Regions from separate parts of the Xenopus tropicalis genome. Here region 2 is linked to region 1. Evidence: chromatin contacts called from public Hi-C data. All regions are on one chromosome and are shown on one strand. The core of a region is the stretch at or near the end of the contact, and the rest is flanking DNA. Distances in the headings are between cores, read along the strand shown. Region 1 has its middle 18 kb from the start of ddit4. Region 2 holds the start of anapc16 (anaphase promoting complex subunit 16).

Evidence for each region. Hi-C and Micro-C count contacts between places; a contact is called where the count stands out from the background.
Region 2: a contact with region 1 is called in a Hi-C map of neurula embryo, with 2.3 times the contacts expected there. The contact joins the promoter of anapc16 here to the enhancer-like site in region 1. A contact is called at or near these places in 5 of 5 Hi-C or Micro-C datasets (brain, gastrula embryo, liver and 2 more).

The regions. Positions count from the first base shown.
Region 1 is chr7:40,975,784-40,982,665 of UCB_Xtro_10.0, forward strand. No RefSeq gene overlaps it. Among named protein-coding and RNA genes, the nearest start is that of ddit4, 18 kb to the right of the region's middle. Within about 2 kb of position 3,383, at least 3 of the 11 cell types and tissues checked have an H3K27ac peak or open chromatin away from gene starts, as enhancers often do. A contact at or near this core is called in liver and neurula embryo, where this site is marked.
Region 2 is chr7:41,060,803-41,068,506 of UCB_Xtro_10.0, forward strand. anapc16 (anaphase promoting complex subunit 16) reads right to left here and starts at 3,064. Exons shown (of 5, transcript NM_001004873.1): 1 at 2,980-3,064; 2 at 729-871. It overlaps ascc1 (activating signal cointegrator 1 complex subunit 1), which reads left to right and starts at 3,304. Exons shown (of 10, transcript NM_001102901.1): 1 at 3,304-3,374.

The DNA of each region.
Region 1 (6,882 bases), core at 2,133-4,632:
CAAGAGGCCTAAAGCTGGCCATACACGCACCGATAATATTGCACGAAACCTCGTTTCGTACGGTATTCGGTGCGTGTATGGAAAGTCGGCGAGTCGACCAATATTGCAGGAAGCTGCTGATATCGGTGGACTCGCCGATCGGCCAGGTTAAAAGATTTTGATCGGGCGCCATAGAAGGCGCCTGATCAAAATCTGCCTTCGAGGCTGAATCGGCAGAAGGAGGTAGAAATCCTATTGTTTCTATCTCCTTATCTGCCGTTTCAGCCCTGAACGCTTAGTGGGCGATTGTACGATCTTTTCGTACACAAAAGATCGGAAATCGCCACGTGTGTGACCACCTTAAGCCTGCCACAGTAGGGCCCGCTAGGTCCAGGGATTTTCACTGGTGTCCCGGTGGGCCAGTCCAACTCTGGCAAATGAGGTCCTTTGTCCTTAGGTGGCAACTTTCACCTGCCAGTAAATATTGTATAACAAAAAGGGAAGGCTAATGTTTAAATTCTAAGACCATATGATAAATCTCTCTTTATATTTCATATTCTCTATCTGACACCTTTCTTGCAACACTAGGCAGAACACCAGAACATTTTCTCTTTAGTGGATTGTTGCCCCAGCCAATAATCACCCATATCTGTTGGAATTGTTAAATTTGCCAATTTTTTGCTGAACTCTTTTGGAAATGCCTTGGCATGCAGGCCTGAAAGATTTCAGATGAACTAGACATAACCTTAAAAGCAGCAATTGATTTTCTTTGGTCCCAGCTGCTTCAGATATAGTTAATCCGGAAGAACTGTGGTTTGCACTTAGAACAACATGTTAGAACTGTACATAGCAGCAAAAGGGAACAAGCCCTCATTTCTCTTATATTTCCTTTCTCACTTTTTCTCTCTTGGTTGAGAAAAAGTCTTTAAAGGAGAACTAAAGCTTAACAAAGTAGAATGGCAGAAATGTTGTACATTACAGTATGTTTGGGCCCTTAGGCAACCACAGTCGCTTAGCAGAGCAGATCTGTGCCTCCAAAGATGCCCTAGTAGCCCCCCATCTTCTTTTCTGCTCATACACTGCCCATGCTCTGTGCTGCTGTCACTTACTGAGCTTAGAGACTGATTTACAATATACTGTATATACAGAATATAAATATAACAATATAAATCTGATTAGTAATTAATTCAGATTCTCATTTGAGACAAGTGCAGTAAGCATTATAATTTTATAATCAGCCTTATACGACAGGCGAACTACATTTTCTGCTTGATAATTTGCTATTACCCCTAAGCTTAGCTTATCAACAGCTCCCAGAGCTCACTGACCATGTGAGTGTCACTGACACTCCTAACAAAATCCAAAATGGGGAGCTCCTGTGCATAACTTTAAATACCTGGATCATTACTACTATAGAGATACCGAACCGTAAAGGGGTTGTCCACCTTTTTGACAAAGCAAAAAATTCCAAAATAATAAATAATGAAGACCAACTGAAAAGTTGCTTAGTACTGGCCATCCATTCAATAACATACTAAAAGTTAACTTAAAGGTAAACCACCCTTTTAAGGCTGGTTCACTAAACTCAGTGTATAAAATATGGCATTTCTAGATATATTGATTTTTATGGGTTTAGTTGTCCTTTAAAGTGGATTTTACTTCATATAAAAAATATTTCCCCCAAATATGGCAAACTTGTATTTTTAATAAACTAGCATTAAATGATATCTACAACCCCTTTAACCTTTTACAACCATATGGTAATAATAGGGATAAATAAATTACTCCTATATGCAAAATAATTTAATAGACATATTAGGAAAAGCGAATGTTCTTACAAATCATATTATTTTTCATTGCTAATATTTTTGGATGTGACTATACAACAGAAGATGACAAGAAGGGACACTTAACTAGTGGCAAAATATAACAATTCATATTTTCTAATCACAAAGTTGGACCCCTTAACCTTTACTAAGAGGTGGGCCAAGACTCACAGTCGCAAGAATAACCTAGTTCTAGAACGTTGCACTCTCTATTTAATCCAGGTCTAATCCATGGCCATATTTCTATACAGGGTATCTATAAATAGGAAAGTAGATGCTTTTAATATTCCCCCCAGCTGCTGCCAGACATTTGTGGCTAAATATGGCATCCGAGCTGAGGGGGTACACCTCTCCCTCCTGTAACTCAAAGGATTGTTTGCACATATGCCCATCAGGGAAGTGGAAGGCCAGTGCCTAGGGCAGCACTGGGCATAAATACAACCATGGTCTATCCCAGCAAACTACTTGATTAGTATAACCCCTGACCAAGACATACTTCTTACATCATTTACATGTAACAAATTCAAAATCACTTTTTGGCTGCATTATTATACCTTGTAACAGAAGCAGGCATTCCACATAGCCTTTGTCTAGAAAATTCTGCAATACCAGGGTGAATAAGTTTGCTAATGTCAATCCTACGGAACCCAGCACTACATATTTATACATTTCCAACCATTGTTGTTGTAAGAAGCTCAAGGTTTTGTGTTGCAACTGGGCCAACTGCAAACTGAACACAGTTGGTACATTTATAACAAAACACCTTGAGAAAAAGATGTAATTAGTTTAGAAATAATATTGTCAGCTACACCAAAATTCATAAGGGTCCTTATGAGGGCCCTTACAAGTATCTCCAGTTCTTTTGGTGAGTGACCAAACCCTGGTGTCTTACCAGATGGGAGATCCCTGAGTATTAAATATTTGCCTCTAACTTTCAGACATAGATATGACTTATTTATCACAGGGGTGAAGGCAATGTTTAATCCATCACAAGGGATAGAACAAAGTTTACACTAGCTATCGGCAAGGCACAAGTGCTTAATACTCCAGTGTTTTACTTATGGTAAGTCCATAGTCCACCCTCTTCTTCCTTCCGAATATTGATATAAAAACCATTCATAATGTGACTGTTTATATATGCAGTATTACATATAATAGGTTAGCAATCAAAACAAATTATTTCTGAAAGCAAAGTTGTTAAGGACTACTAGAAGCAGGGGTTCATTATTATTATCATTTATATTAAGGCTGCATAGAGAGACTAGTCATTCACAATGGTCTAATTTTCCTTTTCCACAGTTACATACATGTGGATCAGGGTTGAAGTATATTCCTGCCAGCATATCTTTTACAATATATTCATACAAATGTATGTTCATACAAATATACAAGACCCCAGATATGTGATACAAATATCTTTGTAACTGCAGTAAAAATGAATGAAGCTTTTGCTTAGGCCATTTATCCAGAGTAGCATGAAAAGCTTGTCTGGGGATTCTGCTTGTGGTTAAGATCTGTACAGATAAGAGTACTTTATGCAGATCCCCACATCTAATTCACCTTAATGTGCCCCAAGGCACAACACTGCAGCAAAACAAAAGGTGGAATCGCAGGCTATGGTGTTCTTATGTCCAGTGAATTCTGTTTAATACAGGTCTGCAGGACTCAGTGCTTAGACCTTATTCTTATGTTTAAGATTATGCTCTGATCTCCTGACACCTCGGACTCATTTGTATCCCTGGATAAGCACCTACCCTTTGTTATGAAAAATTTCTCAAGCATTTATTTATAGAAGTTAGCTAGTGCGCACACAGATCAGCGACAGATCAGCCCACTAAGAAATCACTTACAATCACTCATGATAGTGGCGCATTGTGCTTTTAATCTCAGCAATCTGGGGAAAACCACATCTTTAAACCACTGACAGATACTTCTGATGGAACTGTGCTTCCTCTGACATATGGGAAATATTATTGCAAAATAGTCAACGTCCTTGGGTGAAATTTGCAGTGATTGTATTCTTGTCTGTGGGGGTTATGGCTCTCTGAAATCATTTCCGATAGTGAGAGAATATGGAATTCCTCTTTTTCTTTTTTAAGATGAGTACTTTTCACTGGGAAACCACCAGTGGAGGTGTCCTGGTGGTGATAACCATGATGAGGGATTCGTCATAGACATCAGCAGCAGAAATGCACCCCAAATAGATGGTGTTGATGATGTCAGGGGTGGGGCTATGTCATTATGGGGTGGAGCTATATCATAAGGACAGGGTTAATGCATCAGACTCAATTAGGTGGAACTGTGCTGGTTTTCAGAATGATGAAATCCGGACAGAAAGCTTTAAACAGGACAGCCCCTTGAAAAACCGGGTTATTCAGTTCAAAACCGGAAGGGTAGCAACCATTTAACTGAACCAAAAGTCCTAAAAGTTGTTGAATGCATACCTTGGCCATCTTCCTATCTGACTGCAGTAGGTCTTTCCAAATGTTTTCTGCTGGTAGCACAAGGTGGGTTATCAGCCTGAAAGAACAGATAAGTGCTGTGTAGGTATACATGAGGTGTGAACTTATCCAGCTTTTAGGCCCACATGGCTATTGCTTGAATCAGACCGTGTTGTCCAATGTTTTTAAATGTGCGTACCCTTGTTAATGGTATATTAAAGGACATGTTAACCCAAAAATTATTTTTTGACTAATAAAAGACAATATAATTCTAAGCAACTTTGCAATATACATTCATTCAACATTTGTAATGGTATTTAAATTGCCTAGGGCACAACAGGTACCTGTGTTGCCAACCCCTAGTCCGGGATCTCTTACCCCCGCTGCTGAGTTCCTGATTGCTCTCCCTCAATGACGCGCATGTATGCGTTCATTCAATCGGGGGGGGGGGTCTGGGAAGCAGAGATGGGAGCAAGGTGACCCTGCCGGCTTGGCCCACCTCTGTGATTATGTTTTCTTTTATTAGGCAAAAAATGATATTTTGGGTATAGCTTGACTATAAGTTTAGCCCATAAAGTCTAAAAATGTACTGCATGCGTACAGATTGCTAAACCAGTTGAATAAGAAGTTCAAATAGACTCTAACAGAGTGGGCAGTTGCCTTTAGTTGCCCTTTTAGATGTAGAGACCAGTATTATCTGATCATAGCCCACCAGCTGAGTTCTAATGTGTATGCTGTATGCTGTCTGTATGTATGTGTTTATGCTGTATGTATCTGTTTATGCTTTATGCTATAAATACTGTTTTTAGGAATTTCAGTTTGAAAGGGAGCATATGACAAGAACATTATGTAACAAGTACATTTCAGATTATAAAACGGTGTACTTGAAATCCACAATACTGAATTAAAACAAATATTTGCATAATACTTTGTGTAAAGCCTACATGATGTTTGCGCATAAGACCAGATTTCATAGATCCAGTTGCTAGAATTTGCAGTCAGCAACATATTTTTTTATTGGTGATTTTCCATTATCTAAATTTAATAAGCCCTTTATTAGCTGCAGTCTGACTAGGGTTGGCTAATGCCATAATTTGTTTTAAGCCTGATCAGAAGCTGCTAAATATACATTTTGCCAGTTCTCATTGGCATCAATAGGAAGTTCCAAGAGTCCCCTGCACCAGCAATGTAAGTGCAGTGAGGAGCTACTGACCACTCTTCCCACTATCAACAGGATATGACCCACAACAATTAACAGAAGTTTTGACTGTTGCTACTTATATAGGAAATAAACATGCCCATGTACCATGACTCAAAGCCTTAATATAACTTATTCCTGACCACCTAATAGGACCCACTTGAGCTGTAGTTTGTGTCTTGGCATGTAAAAGAGATTTCTCTAATAACTAATCTTGAACCCAAACATTTATAAAATGATGAAAAAAATAGAACAGTAGACAAGTAGAACAGTTTAAAAGAGAATCAACTGCAAAGAGATTGCCTAGGGGTTATTGTCTTGCTGACTGACAAGCCAACATAAAAAAGGATATTGTTCTACAGAATACCATTAGTGAAAAGGTTAAATTCAGCCACTGCAGAAATCCTTTTCACCTTGTTTACGAGTTGGTCCATATGACTTGCAATGACTTCTCTGCTATGTTGTTTGCCTAGAAACCCTGAAGCACCACACTCTTAATATACTGAGTGTGTCTGTGACAGCTTTCTCTGCACCTAGGACTAACTGCACGTACAAGGGCTCAGTTTATACCTCTCCCCACTCTCAAGAAACTGAGGGCTGTTATTAATCTGCATGATACAGAAGTATTCAGATCGGCATGTCACACATCTGCTATTGATAGAATAGTTTGTAGTTTTACCCCCCCCTCCCCGCGGATATGGTTGAATATATAACCACAACAACTATTTAAACAAATATATGTATATATATATATCATATATCATCGTTTTTCAAGATAAATAGAGTTTTAAATATGTGAAATAACCATAGAGTATTTAAACTGAAATGGAAAAATGTAAAATCCAACTGTGTACATGTATATTGCACAGGTTAAAAAACAGGTGACAAATAAAATTATGAAACAGTTAACCAATGTCTCTTTCCCTGCCGGCTGGTTCCACACACTCAGATACACGCAGCGCACGACTCCCACATTACCCACGTGATGATTCATAATTACATGTAAGCAAATACCATTCATCCAACCATTTCCGCACTCAGGTTTGGAACGTGCAGGCTTATTTTTTTAGTTGATCAGCAGTAACTAACAATCTATGTATGCATATATGGTTTTAAATATGAATAAATACCAGATTCTGATTTTTTTTTATTGCAGGATTTGGATTTGGCCAAATCCTGAGTACCTGTCCAAACTGCAACGCTTACTATCACTTAATATCATGTAAAATAGGGCAAAACTTTAGTGTTTTTACTCCAAAATCCGTCCTTTGTGGAAGGCAGTGGGCCGGCTTTTCTATGCTAGCATATTTACTTTAGCATCCAATTAGCTTGGAGTAAGACAGTTGCAGCTATTCATCCAACTCATGTTCAGGCTTGCAATAATTAGGCCCCGACTGGCAATCTGTGGACAAATGCCAGAGGTGCTGATGTGTAAGTT
Region 2 (7,704 bases), core at 1,814-4,313, 85 kb after region 1:
TGCAAATGAATTCAGGGGCATTTTAAAATATAATAATTCTGTTTTCCTGATCAAAAACAATCTGCTATTGCTAGCCGTCAACTGGTGTCTTCCTAAAGAGTGTGTGAGGTAACTGAATTATAAAAAAGCCTAAAGCCATGATGAATTTTTTAACAGCGCAACCTGCTGGTCAGTTTCTCTGACTGTACAGTCAGGGAGAACATGTTTAGAAGAAAACAATTCTGTTCTGATGCTCAGGAAAGTGATCAGAAACCTGACATAACCTTTCTTATATCTTTCCTAATCAGAGCAACATCAGAAGAGTTCTGTTTTCTTTTTGAACTTGTTCACCCCGACTGTACAGTTAGAAGAACTGGACAGCAGGTGGCACTGTGTTACAAAATTCAATATATAAGCAGTTCAAAAACAGTTTCATAGCTGCAAAATTCCTTAAAAGAGCACCCTTAATAATTGTACATTAATTTTTAAGGCAAACATATCCCTTAAGTCCAATGTTAAGTGTCCGGCACTAACATACTTACAGATGCATTATTGTGGGGTCTCTTCAGATGTATATACAACATGAAAATACAACACTTTGTGAACCTCAGCTTTGAAAAATGTGAGACTGTACAATGATATGGTAGGAGTATTAAACCACATTAAAGTAAGTCTCCAAGACTAATATTCACAACCTGCCATACAAAAGGATTAATCTGCTTCTCACATGAATCTGTAAAGCAACTCACCTCCAGCTCCTGGCACCCCACTCTCGCGAACACTTCCGGGTGTTGCCCTTGTCAACGTAATTAAGGAGTTACGCACAGTGGACATGTTTGGTTTGTGCCCTGACAAAAGGCAACGGCTTGGCTAAGCGAGGAAGGTGACAGAGCTATATTAAACAAAAAAATTACTTAGGCAACCTCTTCCCAAGCAAAAAAAAAATGATGTAATAATTTGTTAATAGTCTGGAAACTTAAAATGGCTGATAAAATTCAGACCTGAACAGATCACATCGTGCTCCCCTAGAAGAGCCTTGCATATAATACTTCTGTCCCCACCCAGGCAGCTCTGAACAGATCAAATGCACCCCCACAAAAACACTACACATATAACACTGTGCCCCCAAAGTACTGCAGATATCCTTCATCTCCCCGTTTTTACTTTCATCTCTCTCCTATAGACTCATGACACATGGGGTGTTTTCAACCGCCACTTCCACTATGGTGTTTAAAGTGCCAGTCTCTCACTGCTCTTGATGGTAGTAAGTGCATAGCACCCTGGTTGATGCACATGGGGCAGTAACAAGCAAATCTCAGCACAAAAATACTAGCTTAAATATTTCTATTACATATAACCCTGCGCTCCCCCAGTGCCACTTTATTTACCTGTACTCCCCTGGTGATGCTGCACATATTACCCTGCCCTTTCCCTACTGGCCCTGTACATATCAGCACTTTGCACTCCCCCAGGGGCCCTGTACTTATCAGAACCTTGTGCCCCCCAGTGGCTCTGTATATATGAGCACCTTGTGCTCCCCCAGTGGCCCTGTACTTATCAGAACCTTGTGCTCCCCCAGTGGCTCTGTATATATGAGCACCTTGTGCTCCCCCAGTGGCCCTGTACTTATCAGCACCTTGTGCCCCCCAGTGGCTCTGTAAATATGAGCACCTTGTGCTCCCTCAGTGGCCCTGTACTTATCAGAACCTTGTACCCCCCAGTGGCTCTGTATATATGAGCACCTTGTGCTCCCCCAGTGGCCCTGTACTTATCAGCACCTTGTGCCCCCCAGTGGCTCTGTATATATGAGCACCTTGTGCTCCCCCAGTGGCCCTGTACTTATCAGCACCTTGTGCCCCCCAGTGGCTCTGTATATATGAGCACCTTGTGCTCCCCCAGTGGCCCTGTACTTATCAGCACCTTGTGCTCCCCCAGTGGCTCTGTATATATGAGCACCTTGTGCTCCCCCAGTGGCCCTGTACTTATCAGCACCTTGTGCCCCCCAGTGGCTCTGTAAATATGAGCACCTTGTGCTCCCTCAGTGGCCCTGTACTTATCAGAACCTTGTACCCCCCAGTGGCTCTGTATATATGAGCACCTTGTGCTCCCCCAGTGGCCCTGTACTTATCAGCACCTTGTGCCCCCCAGTGGCTCTGTATATATGAGCACCTTGTGCTCCCCCAGTGGCCCTGTACTTATCAGCACCTTGTGCCCCCCAGTGGCTCTGTATATATGAGCACCTTGTGCTCCCCCAGTGGCCCTGTACTTATCAGCACCTTGTGCCCCCCAGTGGCTCTGTATATATGAGCACCTTGTGCTCCCCCAGTGGCCCTGTACTTATCAGCACCTTGTGCCCCCCAGTGGCTCTGTATATATGAGCACCTTGTGCTCCCCCAGTGGCCCTGTACTTATCAGAACCTTGTGCCCCCCAGTGGCTCTGTATATATGAGCACCTTGTGCTCCTCCAGTGGCCCTGTACTTATCAGAACCTTGTGCTCCCCCAGTGGCTCTGTATATATGAGCACCTTGTGCTCCCCCAATGGCCCTGTACATTTCCGCACCCTGTGTCCCCCTGCAGCCCAGTACATATGAGCACCTTGCCCTCCCCCAGTGGCTCTGTACATATCAGCACCCTGCGTCGTCCCCCCAGTGGATTTGTATGTATCACCACTTTGTGCTCCCCCAATGGCCCTGTACATATCAGCTCCCTGTGTCCCCCAATGGCCCTTTACATATCAGTACCCTGCACTCCCCCAGTGGCCTTGTATACATAATCCTGCAGGGCCCTTGCATGAGTGGCCCTTGAAAGAGGGCCTACAGTTATTCACCAGCTGTGTACATATCATCCTGCGCTCCCCCAGGGGCCCTGTATATAACACCTGACATCTCCCAGCAGCCCTATAGATCAGACTCTGCTCCCCCAACATGCAGGTTCCTGTACAGAACTACATTTCCGAGAATCACTGTTGCGATCCCCTTGCCGCACTCCTGCAGCCTCACCTCTAGCAATCCCTTTCTCGTGTTGTACTGCACCTCTCTGCCATTTAAACCCTGCGCCACCACAATCCCACTTTCCGGTTTCCTGTTCCCTTCTCTGGACAGGCCGCAGCAGCTCCACTAATAAGCAGCCCGGATGTCACAGCCACGTGACCGTGTGTGGGAGTGACGTCACACGAGCAATGTGTCAGACTCCCCTGACTGCCAGCCAGCCTGACTGCCTGCTATAGGGCCTCCCAAGCGTCATTACGTCACGTGACATGCCTGCCTCGGAAAGGCTCTGCTGCTGCTGCTGCTGCACATCCGGAAGGAGCCGGGGATCTGATTGTAGAATTGTGGTGGCGCAAGGTTTAAATGGCTGAAAGGCGCAGTTCTACTCAAGAAAGGGTTTAAAAGAGGTGAGGGCTGCAGGGGGAGGGAGGGGGGTCTATAATTTGCTTTGGTAGGTACTGGTAGGTACTGGTAGGTACTTTGGTAGGTACTTTGGTAGGTACTGGTAGGTACTGGTAGGTACTTTGGTAGGTACTGGTAGGTACTTTGGTAGGTACTGGTAGGTACTGTGGTAGGTACTGGTAGGTACTTTGGTAGGTACTGGTAGGTACTTTGGTAGGTAGAGCTGCAGTGTGATATGTACAGAGTGCTGGGTGCCACAGTTTGACTATGTATGAAGTGCCTATGTATGAACTTTTACAAGGTTTTTAGCTGAACTGCTTCGCCCCCTATATTATACAGTAGTAATAAAAAAAATCACACCAATTGTCATGTGGTTTGTGGCATGTTATAGTAAAAAAGTTATTTAAACAAAAAATCAAGTTACTGATATGCGATTTGTGACATAACAGCCCAACATCACTGCACTGCTATAATTAGCATGTATTGCTAACTAATGTTTGGGAAGTTCAGGGCAATATGTGCAATACTAACAAAATAAAAGATTATAATAATAAGTTTACTACAATCTGAATGACCCATATCTGCTTATTTCTGTAAGTTTTTGTCTGCTCTACCTGTTGCATTTCTTTTTACATTTTTTCTTTGTCCTCCTTTTTCTGTTTCTCTGGACATACTCTCAAAGATCTATCAAAGATCTGTTTTTCTGTTTCTCTGGACACACGCTCATCAGACAGGTGGGTTTTTGCCACCCACTCAGTTCCTAAGCCAATGTTTGTATCGTAATGCACACCTATAAAGACCTCTTCTAGAAGGGCCTCATCAGGATGCCAGTTCTGTCGTTGTCCAACAGGATTTTGTCCAACAATTTTCTGATTTGCAAGATAGATACAGTGCCTATAGAAACTATGTACCCACTTGGGAGTTTTCTTGTCATACAACATTGAATCACAGTGGATTTTATATTGTTTTATTACACTGATCAACTGAAATAGACTAGTTAAGGTCAACGTGAAAACAAAGTAATTTAACTTAATTGCAATTAAAAAATAGCCCTTTTAATGTGAGACACCGGAATCCTCACTGTTGCACGTTATATAATAACATACAACATGGAGAAAAAAATAACACTTCAAATTAAATCAGTCATTAACAAATATAGGAAGAAAGTCAGTGACCATGCAAGAAGTTGTTTTATAGGAGTGTGGCAAAAATAAAGTCACTGTTAAAATTTACATCATGTATTTCCCAGTGTTTGCAACAAGGTACATGGGAAACTTTGAAGTCTGCTGGAGGAAGCTGTTATGGTCTTAGGAGTCTAAGTGCCATGTTTGTGTAAGCATTTATATAAAGCTCGTAAAGGTAGAGGTTAGAACAAGTGCAGCAAAGTAAGGCTGATGCCACACGTGGCGTTTTTACGCTGCGTTTTTTCTCACTTTAAAAACGCAGCACAAGCCACACAGCCCTTGACTATGGCGTTTTTCAGCCTAGTACTGGTGACGTAGCAAATCCCGTTTCCATGGTGCTAATAGTGCGAAATAGTAAAAAATGCCGCATATTTCCGCTAGGTCTGGCAGCTGCCTTTGTGTATACATAGGAATAGCTTGCTTTGCAAATACTGGCGTATTTCAGCCAACGCTTGAAAAATCTGTGCTAAGGCGTTTTCTAGAGTATTTATGCATTGTGTGGTTTGCCTCGAGTCTTTTCAAGTTATTTCTATGGATGATGATATTGGGCGTTTTTCAGCCGCTGAGAGAATTAGAAAATACGCAACGTAAAAACGGCACGTGTGGCATTAGCCTAAAGATATTCTGGAGGAAAACCAGATGCAGTTTGCAATAAACCCGAGCCCTGGGTGAAGATTTGTTTTAGCAAGACCCCGAGCATAAAACACAAACTACACACGAATAGATTATGTCATGAAATGGCAGGGTCAGTGTCCAGATCTCAATCCAGACTTGAAAAATGCTGCTAACTCGCTATACCCATGCAACCTGAATGAGCTTGGGCAGATTTGCAAACAAGAACTGGGGAAAAATGGCAGTGTCTTGATGTGCAAAGGTAAAGGACCTTTTCCACTCCAGGCTGGGATAGCTACCAAATGAGCATCTGCTAAATATGAAAGGGATGTATACATATGCAATCAGCTATTTTTTTTTTAATCTGTGTTATAAGTCTATTTCTGTTTACCAATGAAAAAAAAAAGAACTAAATTAAATTGACTGTGATGTTCTATGACAATAAAACATGGATGAAGAGATGAAGTGTATGACCAGCTTCTCCCATGATACTTCCAGTGTTCTTTCCATATTTCTCACATTCCCAACAACCATTTCCTTTCCTCATCTCTGTGAAATACAAACTGTATACAGTGCTACAGTGCTGCCCTAGGCACCGGACCTCATTCCACCCCTCTTATATCATAGTTTAATGCATATGCAAATTCCATCTAGCATTCTTGCTTGTGCCAATTGCAGCAGAGTCTGCTACCAACCCCACCACAACTCTGTCATTGGATTTATTTCCAAGTATCTGTTTGCAGGTTGGGGGAAGTTGTTTTTTCCCAAGCACATCCCACTAAAACTTCTGCCCTAGGCATGAGCCCTCAATTGCCTAGATTGCCTATTTGGTAAATCCGCCACTGGTGTAATTTCATTTATACATATATATATGTAATGTGTTGAAAATAAAAGTCACATTTTTATAGGATGTGCCAATTTTAATATTATATATATATATATATACAGTGGTGTGAAAAACTATTTGCCCCCTTCCTGATTTCTTATTCTTTTGCATGTTTGTCACACTTAAATGTTTCTGCTCATCAAAAACCGTTAACTATTAGTCAAAGATAACATAATTGAACACAAAATGCAGTTTTTAAATGAAGGTTTACGTTATTAAGGGAGAAAAAAAACTCCAAATCTACATGGCCATGTGTGAAAAAGTGATTGCCCCCCTTGTTAAAAATAACTTAACTGTGGTTTATCAATTTCAATTTTCAATTTCAATATCAATTTCTGTAGTCACCCCCAGGCCTGATTACTGCCACACCTGTTTCAATCAAGAAATCACTTAAATAGGAGCTACCTGACACAGAGAAGTAGACCAAAAGCACCTCAAAAGCTAGACATCATGCCAAGATCCAAAGTAATTGAGATCTATCAGTCTGGTAAAGGTTATAAAGCCATTTCTAAAGCTTTGGGACTCCAGCGAACCACAGTGAGAGCCATTATCCACAAATGGCAAAAACATGGAACAGTGGTGAACCTTCCCAGGAGTGGCCGGCCGACCAAAATTACCCCAAGAGCGCAGAGACAACTCATCCGAGAGGCCACAAAAAACCCCAGGACAACATCTAAAGAACTGCAGGCCTCACTTGCCTCAATTAAGGTCAGTGTTCACGACTCCACCATAAGAAAGAGACTGGGCAAAAACGGCCTGCATGGCAGATTTCCAAGGCGCAAACCACTTTTAAGCAAAAAGAACATTATGGCTCGTCTCAATTTTGCTAAGAAACATCTCAATGATTGCCAAGACTTTTGGGAAAATATCTTGTGGACCGACGAGACAAAAGTTGAACTTTTTGGAAGGTGCGTGTCCCGTTACATCTGGCGTAAAAGTAACACAGCATTTCAGAAAAAGAACATCATACCAACAGTAAAATATGGTGGCGGTAGTGTGATGGTCTGGGGTTGTTTTGCTGCTTCAGGACCTGGAAGGCTTGCTGTGATAGATGGAACCATGAATTCTACTGTCTACCAAAAAATCCTGAAGGAGAATGTCCGGCCATCTGTTCGTCAACTCAAGCTGAAGCGATCTTGGGTGCTGCAGCAGGACAATGACCCAAAACAAACCAGCAAATCCACCTCTGAATGGCTGAAGAAAAACAAAATGAAGACTTTGGAGTGGCCTAGTCAAAGTCCTGACCTGAATCCTATTGAGATGTTGTGGCATGACCTTAAAAAGGCGGTTCATGCTAGAAAACCCTCAAATAATGCTGAATTACAACAATTCTGCAAAGATGAGTGGGCCAAAATTCCTCCAGAGCGCTGTAAAAGACTTGTTGTAAGTTATCGCAAACGCTTGATTGCAGTTATTGCTGCTAAGGGTGGCCCAACCAGTTATTAGGTTCAGGGGGCAATTACTTTTTCACACAGGGCCATGTAGGTTTGGATTTTTTTTCTCCCTAAATAATAAAAACCCTCATTTAAAAACTGCATTTTGTGTTTACTTGTGTTATCTTTGACTAATAGTTAAATGTGTTTGATGATCAGAAACATTTTGTGTGACAAACATGCAAAAGAATAAGAAATCAGGAAGGGGGCAAATAGTTTT